Regions from separate parts of the Gossypium hirsutum genome. Here all the other regions are linked to region 3. The links are chromatin contacts, called in public Hi-C maps. All regions are on one chromosome and are shown on one strand. Each heading gives the region's core, a stretch centred on a gene start, on an enhancer-like site or on the middle of the called end of the contact. The rest is flanking DNA. Distances are from core to core; before and after follow the strand shown. Region 1 holds the start of LOC107895164 (fructose-bisphosphate aldolase, cytoplasmic isozyme 1). Region 2 holds the start of LOC107913340 (phosphatidylinositol/phosphatidylcholine transfer protein SFH11). Region 3 holds the start of LOC107893512 (coiled-coil domain-containing protein 22).

The links. A called contact is a pair of places that touch in the nucleus more often than the background predicts.
Region 1: a Hi-C map of leaf shows a contact between it and region 3, with 2.1 times the contacts expected there. The contact joins the promoter of LOC107895164 here to the promoter of LOC107893512 in region 3. A contact is called at or near these places in 2 of 34 Hi-C or Micro-C datasets (both in leaf).
Region 2: a Hi-C map of leaf shows a contact between it and region 3, with 1.9 times the contacts expected there. The contact joins the promoter of LOC107913340 here to the promoter of LOC107893512 in region 3. A contact is called at or near these places in 5 of 34 Hi-C or Micro-C datasets (all in leaf).

The regions. Positions count from the first base shown.
Region 1 is chrA13:91,657,767-91,660,756 of Gossypium_hirsutum_v2.1, reverse strand. It overlaps LOC107895164 (fructose-bisphosphate aldolase, cytoplasmic isozyme 1), which reads left to right and starts at 1,586. Exons shown (of 3, transcript XM_016820415.2): 1 at 1,586-1,975; 2 at 2,189-2,871; 3 at 2,967-2,990. The coding sequence starts at 1,948. It overlaps LOC107895166 (uridine kinase-like protein 3), which reads left to right. Exons shown (of 15, transcript XM_016820420.2): 13 at 1-7; 14 at 238-320; 15 at 443-1,211. The coding sequence ends at 619.
Region 2 is chrA13:92,096,529-92,099,533 of Gossypium_hirsutum_v2.1, reverse strand. LOC107913340 (phosphatidylinositol/phosphatidylcholine transfer protein SFH11) reads right to left here and starts at 1,357. Exons shown (of 11, transcript XM_041085253.1): 1 at 954-1,357; 2 at 792-820. The coding sequence starts at 1,008.
Region 3 is chrA13:91,889,820-91,892,762 of Gossypium_hirsutum_v2.1, reverse strand. LOC107893512 (coiled-coil domain-containing protein 22) reads right to left here and starts at 1,283. Exons shown (of 6, transcript XM_016818528.2): 1 at 873-1,283; 2 at 10-450. The coding sequence starts at 1,157.

The sequences.
Region 1 (2,990 bases), core at 337-2,836, 230 kb after region 3:
GGCACGGGTTTGTTTCTTTTCATGGTTGATATTAACTTCTGCAATAGCAACATGTTTTCATGTTAACCATTTTGTTTTATCATTCCATTCCATTTTTTAACATCATTTGGTTTAACATGTTTAAAAATTGTGCACAGCTGGAATTTGTATTTAAAAGCACCCTGTGAAAATTCAATGATATTTTTCTTTTTCATCCATCTAGGACTAGTGATTTTACATATTGCAACTATTTTATAGGCAATACAGCTGTCAAAGCTATTTCATTACTTATAAGAAAGGGTGTACCGGAATCCAACATCATATTTCTCAATCTCATATCCGTAAGTTATTGTTGTTTCAAGCTGTTACAATTTTCAGTATATTGTGGGGTTCTTCTTTTGAATAATTTAGATTTAGATTTACTTATCATCTTGCTCTACCATCATGTCACTTGATTCCCCAGGCACCTCAGGGTGTACATGTGGTGTGCAAAAGCTTCCCAAGAGTAAAGATTGTGACATCTGAGATTGATATTGGTTTAAACGAAGAATTCCGTGTTATCCCTGGTATGGGTGAGTTCGGGGACCGATATTTTGGAACGGATGATGATGACCTGCAAGTGGTGCCCCCTTCTCAATAGCCTAATTCAAAGTCTTCCCCCTGGCGAAACTACTGTGAGCCGGAGAATTCAACTGAGCATGATTTAGTACATTTTGCGCTTCGCCTAATCATTTTTGAAACAGTTTTGACTTAAATCAGACCTAGAGTCCCATGGTTGATTTCTTTTTTTGTCATTGTTACTCAAACTTGGGTGGGATGTGCCGGACATGGAGATGTTCAATTCTTTTACAGTTTTTCCAAGCATGGGAGAGTCATATCCTTATATCCAAGTTTGAATACATGTCAGAAATAGGCGTCAGATATAAGTAGTACAAAAGAAAAAAAAATTGAAGTGTCGGAACAATAGAGTTGCCATTTACGTATCTTTAACATCTGTTGAGATAATGCTTGAAAATGAGTCTTAAAATACCAGAAAGTTGGAAAGAGCTGACCTAGTAAAACCCTCACATAGAAAACTACTTGCTTTTATCTTTTCCATCGTACTAGGGGGAGTGGCTGAAGGAGGTCCCAACTTAATAAATGATTCAGCAGCCTCCCCAATATGTTGTGTATTTATAAACCACAAATTTTCACTTCGATATAATGAAATTTCATTTTAGATTTTGAGGTTACCAGGAATTGAGCACTGATGATTGGAATCAAGAGTTTTATCTATATTATTTTGGTTATCTTAATAGAAACTTTTCTTCCTTTCTACGCATCATCTCTAATCATCCTTTCTAGCTCAAGCGAGTGAGTTGAATTTAAATATTTTAGAATTCCAACATAAATAATTGAGGCCAAAACTGATTTCTTTTTCTAAATAAATAAGTCTGATAAAATAAATCAACATTTAATTATCTAAAAAAAGAAAATTCAATGGAGTGGAGAATCATAATGAAATTATGTTAGCTGACAGATATATCAAAATCAAATAATAAGTAAGAAAGTTGTCGCCAAACATGTTAAGTTGAGGCCGAGCGTTTGGACCAATTGTTAAGGATGTGGCTAAAATAGAGGAATTGAGTTTCCATCTCTCGTTTGCTCCGATTCCCCCTACTAAACAACAGCTTCAATTGGATAAGCAATTTGCGATTCCACTGCATACACTGTAACCCGGGATAATGCATGGATTTAAGCTGCCACTTGGGCAGGAATGCCATCACTCATTACTTTATCCCACTATGATAATTTTCCATGGGCTATTCTTTTGACACGTGTACCCTACTTCATGCATGGTATCTCATGGATTCCTGCATGCATATTCCTTACCACCTCATCTATATAAGAGTGCTACCCCTTTGGATTTGCTTTTGTATTTTCCTCTTGTTATTATCCATATTATATCTTCCTCTCCACCCTTGAACCATGTCGGCTTTTGTTGGCAAGTATGCAGGTGAGCTCCCGTTTTGGATTTTGGCTTTCGTTGTCTTCCCCTGCATGTTTTATTCCGTTGTATTTGGGGACATGCATGTAAATCCTTAGTGACCACAACACTTGATCGATCCGTACCATAAATGTTCATATTTTTCATTACAGATATGCTATTTTATGCATGATTTTGTTAGTCCTAGCTTTGACTAAACCCTATATGTATATTTTCCCCCAGAGGAGTTGATCAAGAACGCCAAGTACATCGCCACGCCAGGCAAAGGTATTTTGGCGGCGGACGAGAGCACAGGCACCATCGGGAAGCGTCTCTCGAGCATCAACGTCGAGAACATCGAGTCCAATCGCCAAGCCCTCCGCGAGCTCCTTTTCACCTCTCCCAACGCATTATCCTGCCTCTCCGGTGTCATTCTTTTCGAGGAAACACTTTACCAGAAAACCTCTGACGGGAAACCCTTCGTTGAAATCCTCGAAGAGAACAATGTCATTCCAGGTATCAAGGTCGATAAGGGCACCGTTGAGATAGCCGGCACCAATGGCGAGACCACTACTCAAGGGTTCGACTCCTTGGGTGCGCGTTGTCAGCAATACTATAAAGCTGGTGCGCGTTTCGCCAAATGGCGTGCAGTGCTCAAGATCGGTCCCAACGAGCCATCCGAGTTGGCTATCCAGCAGAACGCGCAGGGGTTGGCTCGTTATGCCATCATTTGTCAGGAAAATGGGCTCGTCCCCATTGTTGAGCCTGAGGTGCTAACTGATGGCCCTCATGATATTAAAAAATGTGCCGCTGTCACTGAAACCGTGCTTGCCGCTGTTTACAAGGCGCTGAATGATCACCATGTTTTACTCGAGGGCACCCTTTTGAAGCCCAACATGGTCACTCCAGGTTCTGACAGCCTAAAGGTAGTGTAAAAACCCATATGTTATCTCATGTATACGATCAATGAAATTCCTATATTATACTGATGTCTGAAAAACCATGTACCGATTCACCACAGGAGGCACCAGAGGTGATTGCGCAA
Region 2 (3,005 bases), core at 108-2,607, 210 kb before region 3:
TGATCCACACAAGTCCATAAAAACAGGTAAATATAAACAAAACTTCATAACACCTCAAATATCTATACAAAGTAGGCTTACTGGGAAGGAAAATCATATCATCGGCATTTTGTTTATCTATAACAATACATATAGCTCTAGATATTGTGTGGCACTTGTAAAATTTTCATCTACAGATTGTATGGTTAATATCAAATCCACAAATCCTTAACTATGATCTTACAATTCGAAAAGATTTAAACTAGCAAGTACCAACTAAGCTTTCCTATAACTCTTTACCAATTTACACAACTATGAAACTTACCCAGAGTAGGATGAATGTTTCAAACCTGCCACATGTATACTAATTTTTCCAAGTTTTTTCCATTTATTTAGAGGGTTTTGAGGGATCACACCCCATTTACTATGTCCAAATGTGTCGTGTATATCAAGAAAAATGAATCAGAGCAACATCGACCATGTAAAACTAGTAAAACAGTTACAACAGACAAAGCTCCGAATCAAATCTACTACAATTTCAGAGAACAAAGAACATTTAACTGAGATAAATCAAGCAAGAGATAGATCAGAACCAGCAAAGAACATGAACCTCCTAAACAATGAAATTGCAAAAAGGCAAGCAATTGGATCAAGTCCACAGCACAAAACCTATTTACTAAAAAAACTTGGCAAATTATTACTAAAGTTATATATGAGTTCCTATTTCTTATCGTCAGCCCCTTATTTCAGCATCCAAGTACAAAAACAAATAAAAGAATCCCCCCCACACACATAAAAAAGAAAAAACTAACCTGAAATGTGTCGTTCAATTGCTCGTCAACTGTAAGTCCAATTTTACAAAAATAAAATTAGCAGAAAGAAAAATTGTTAGTGATTTGCAGATCAAAGGAAGAGAAACCCAAGAAAGGGAAGATAAAAAAAAAAATCAATCTTATTATATACTTAAATCTCACCATTTCCCATCAAAGACAGAAATTGCTTTATAGCTTCCTGATGAGTATTGCTCATTTTGTCTATCCTTTCTAACAAATTAACAAAAAGGGAATATAAAGAAGAAAATTTTTTGTCAGCAAAAACTGAAACTTCAACTAAATAAAGCTCTAGTTCTACTTGATTTCCTTTTCTTGCTCTCTTTATAGCTTAAAGTTAGAAAATTTATGCTTAAGAATCATCAAAAGAGAGAAAAATAAGAAAGGAGAAAACTCTCTTTTTTTTCCAGACAGAAAAAACAAAAATAAAATAAAATTGAAACTAATGAAATCTGGGCGTTTTTGTTACCGGCTGCTTCAGAACATAATTGTTAAAAAGCAACCATAGCTTTATGAAATGGAAAAGAATTTGAATTTGAAGTAATTAAAAAAATAAAAATAAAAATTCATTTTTTAGTTTAAGAAAAAAGAAACTAAATGATCATATTAAAGAGGGGTAGCTACTGCTGGATTCATACGTAATAAATATTAGAATTAATATATAATAAAAAAGGGAAAGTTATTTGTGTAAAAAAATGATGAAAAATTATAGTTTTTTTAATAAAATTATATGATTTTGAATTAAATATGGGAAATAATATAATTAAATTTGTTTATTAATAATAAATATAATTTAAATTATTTTGAGTTTCCCCTCAATCTTTGATTTGCTTTTATCACAAACAAATTTCTAAAAATATTATAAAACAAAACCTTGATTCTTTGATTCATATTTAAATAAATGAATTAAATGGCTAGATTATAAAAAGGTTTTTTGGTACATAAAGATTTAATTTGATTGTATTATTGATTTGACCCATTTATGATAATGCCACTTAATTAGCCATTGATGGATCACCTTCCAATTTTTCTTCTTTTTTATCACCAAACAATATTTAGTATGATTTTGAATCAATAGTCGGTTGGGAGGTCGAATGATGACCGTGATTCATCAGCTTGCCATACAACATTTAAATTAATTATTTATTTATTAAAATTTAAAACTCATAAATACATTTATTTAGTCATTTGTTTAAGAATTGCAAGGTTGTAAGGACGAAATGTTTGACCTTTAAAATATGTGGACGTTTCTATTTCTAAAAGGGCTGAAACTATTGACTAAGTTCCCTAGAGATGATGTCGGTTTGGGCTGCTAGTATTATTCGTCTTCCCATTGGAGTTGTATTTCTATACCACAACCTAATATCATTTGGATTGCTGAACTTATTTCACCCACAAATGCCCACTATACTGCTGCTCACTAATATACACAACAAAATATTTTCATTTTAATATTTTAAAGATAATAATTTCACGAATTCTGAAAATAATATTTTTCATCAACTGAAAATATTTAATTATATTATTCATGAATTTGTTGGTTTCACACTAATCATATATGGAACACTTTTACGTATTATCTCCATTTATTCATAATTTTAAAAAAATTAATCTTTAAAATTTATAAATATTTCTAATATATCTTAATTCAAAAAAATTCAAAATAATATATAAAAACACAAATATCTTTAAAAAATACAATAATAAATTTAAATTATATATTAATACTTATATTAATATGATATACATATAATTATATTAATATTAAATAAACCCGACCTCCCCTCCCATGGAGGATTTTTATATTGATATGAAATAAATATAATTATAATAACAAGTTTAGGGGGGACGGGACCGCGGTGGGGAGGTCCAATAGAGTGGGAGATTTTTATTTTATTTATTATTAATATAATTATGTTTATTTCATATTAATATGAATATTAATATAATATTTGTACATTTTGACAATTAATTTTTTAAAATTATCACTAAATTAATATAATATTTAAAAGTTGAGAGGTAAATTTGTTATTATATAAATTTTTTAACTACTACATCAGCTTGTCGTTTATGATTTTAACAGAAGTAACTAAAATGACCGAATTATATATCGTGGGTGTTTAAATTACAAACTTTTTTTTTATTTTAAGTGTCTAAAATGAAAATTTTATAGTTGAATGAATATATGTGTATTTT
Region 3 (2,943 bases), core at 34-2,533:
ATAATGCACCTTGGAGTTTGTCTCTTTGGGACAAGTTGAAACATGTTCATCTTTCTGATGTGCAGTACCCTCATGTCCAGATGCACCACTTGAATCCACAAATTCAGCAGTAGACTCACTAAATAGCTCATCCTGCAGTATATCATGCACCCTAAGAGGGTCACAGACAACAGTTGCATCCCCAGCCTTGAACTGGGATGATTCCGATAGTTCATCTACTCTAAGATCTTTCAAGATAGCTTCAACCTTTTGAAGATTCTGATCAACCTCTTCATTATCTGCATTCTTCATAACAGATTCCGAAACTTTCCCGAAGTTATCCTCCTTGAATTTCAGTCTCGGCCCAACATCCCTTTCCCCAGAAAATTTTACAGCTTCAGATGAACTAGAAAGCTTCTCCACCAAAAACCTTACCAACTTATGTAACTCCTCTTCTGATGGATACAAGAACTGCCGTAAGCAATACATATAATCTGTTCTAAGCATAATTTCATAACAATAAGAATAACGATAACCAGAATCAAAGTTTTATTCATGATAGCTTTTTAAAAATTGTAAAAATTTTGTTTATTTTATAGTGCATGAAATACAGCTACAAATCTGCATTTAACCAATATCCAGATTCATCTGTCCCTAAATTTTCCTTCAATAAGAAAAAAGAACCAAACAGATTTTTCCACAGAAAGTATCCTTTCTTTTCAGGGCATAATTCAGCTTAACAAATCATTTCATCCATAAAATTAACTTCTTATCACTATAAACTCCAAAATATTATAAAATTACCTTAAAATCAATATAATTAAACCAACCCCATTCAAAATTCAGCTCCATATTTCATATAATGATTAAAAAAGGTAAGGAAAAAAGACTACCTTGTAATAGTTCATGTCACCGAGATAACCCAGATTCTTAAAAGCTAGTGAGACGTCGGAACAGATCTTGAACTTGTCGGCGACGGAGACAGAATCTTCAACTGAAATGGGGAAGGAGAAGTGGTTTTCATCGTCGTCATCGTTGTTTCCGAGGATGTTAAGTGATTGGCAGCAGAGGGAAATCAACGTCGTCGGAGTTAATTCGCTAAACGACGAAACATTCTCCGGGATCGAAATGCCGAAACTGCTTAAAGATTTTAGCAGAATCTCTTGAGACTCTTCCATATTTTTATTTTTTATTTTTTGGCTTTGAGCAATGAGCAGCCCTGATCCATTAAATTTAGGAAGGAGTACTGTGAAAGCACATACTACTACTAATTAAACCCTGTCGTTTTAAAGTTGGAAACGGATGCGCTGTCGTTTGATCTGATTCAACTTGCTATTAATGGCAGTATGGCACTGTTGTCTAATGGGACCGGACCAGTCGGTCCAACGGATTTAACCGAGAATCTATCAGCATAATGGTTCGGTTGAAAGGATTGAATTAATCTTTGCGGAAATTATTTAAAATCAACGAAAAATAAAAAATCTAGATAAAAAATTATGGATTGAATCGATTTATAAATATTTTAATATTTTAAGAAAAATTTAAATTATTTATTTAATTATTATTAGATAGATAATCAAACTAATTAAATTAAAAATTCGATGATTAAAAATTTGGAACATTGTTCAATACTAATGGGTTAAAATCTTGGTCTGTTTTCCTCTCTTTGAGATGGGTTTGTAATCCTAATGGCCTTTGTATTGTATGAAACATTGTTACTCCTTTTTTTCAAAATTTTTTTTAGGAATTAAATTATATATTTTCACGATAATAAAATATAATTTCATCATTTTAATAGTTTTTATTTTTATAATTTTTAAAGAGTTAAATAATTTTTTTATTATTTTAAAGGTAAAATATAATTTTATCATTACTAATTTAAAATTTTATAAATTATAAAGAGTCTAACTATTTTATAGGGGGCCATGGCCCCCTGAGTCTCTTAGTGGCTCTGCCATTGTCCTTCTCGTTTATTTATAATCTTTTACTTGTGAAGTAACTTTTAAAATTGCTAATAGAATTATTTTTTAAAAAAATAAAATTACAGGAGCAAATATTGTTATGTGTAAATTTTGTTATTTTTCTATGTGAAAGATATAAAACGACAAAAATGTTGGTGTGTAGGGATAAAAAAGAACTCAGGCTTCAAGGTGTGTATCAATGCTTTTTTTTAAGGTTTTATTTGCCCTCACCTATATCATCGTGTGCGAAAGAGTTACTGGCAAATGAACATTAAGAATACAATGAAGCTCAATGATTGTTGACTTTTTGTATTGACAAAATCAATCCACTAAGAATTAAGCAGAGCATAACAAAAATATCAATTTTTATAAATAACTTCCGCTATAATTTTTTATAGAACAATCTAGGAATATTAGAAATTTTAGAAGAATAGTAAGAAACTTTTGATGTGCTTTTGGTGTACCATACAAATGAAATGCCACTCTTATTTATAAGAGTTTTTATCTCTTCTCATAGAGACATAACTATTCAATGGGTACCTATTAGGATAGTCACATATATTAAAAATGAACACACTTATTCATTACATATTACTTGAATAATCATAACTATTTGTTAATAATCAAGTAACATAACTTTTGGTAACAAGAGACATAACTCATGACTATGGATAGTAACAAAACTTAGTTAATAATTAAGTGATAAAACTTTATGATTACTTGTAACTTTCATTTGTAACTATTTGAAGATTATAAATATTAGGAAAATGTTTCAAAAAACATATTCTCAAAAAAATACAATTTACTTTGTAAAGTAAGGACATTTTCATTATTATTTAACTGAAATAGTATTTGATGGAATTATGATATCAATTCAATTAAAAGTATAATATATAGTATAGATGAGTAACTGGTAGATTTAAACGAATATGTTGTTTTTTTATAAAATAATTAAAGATTTAGGTTGAAATTTATGAAATTTACCGACATATGTTGTTTTTGG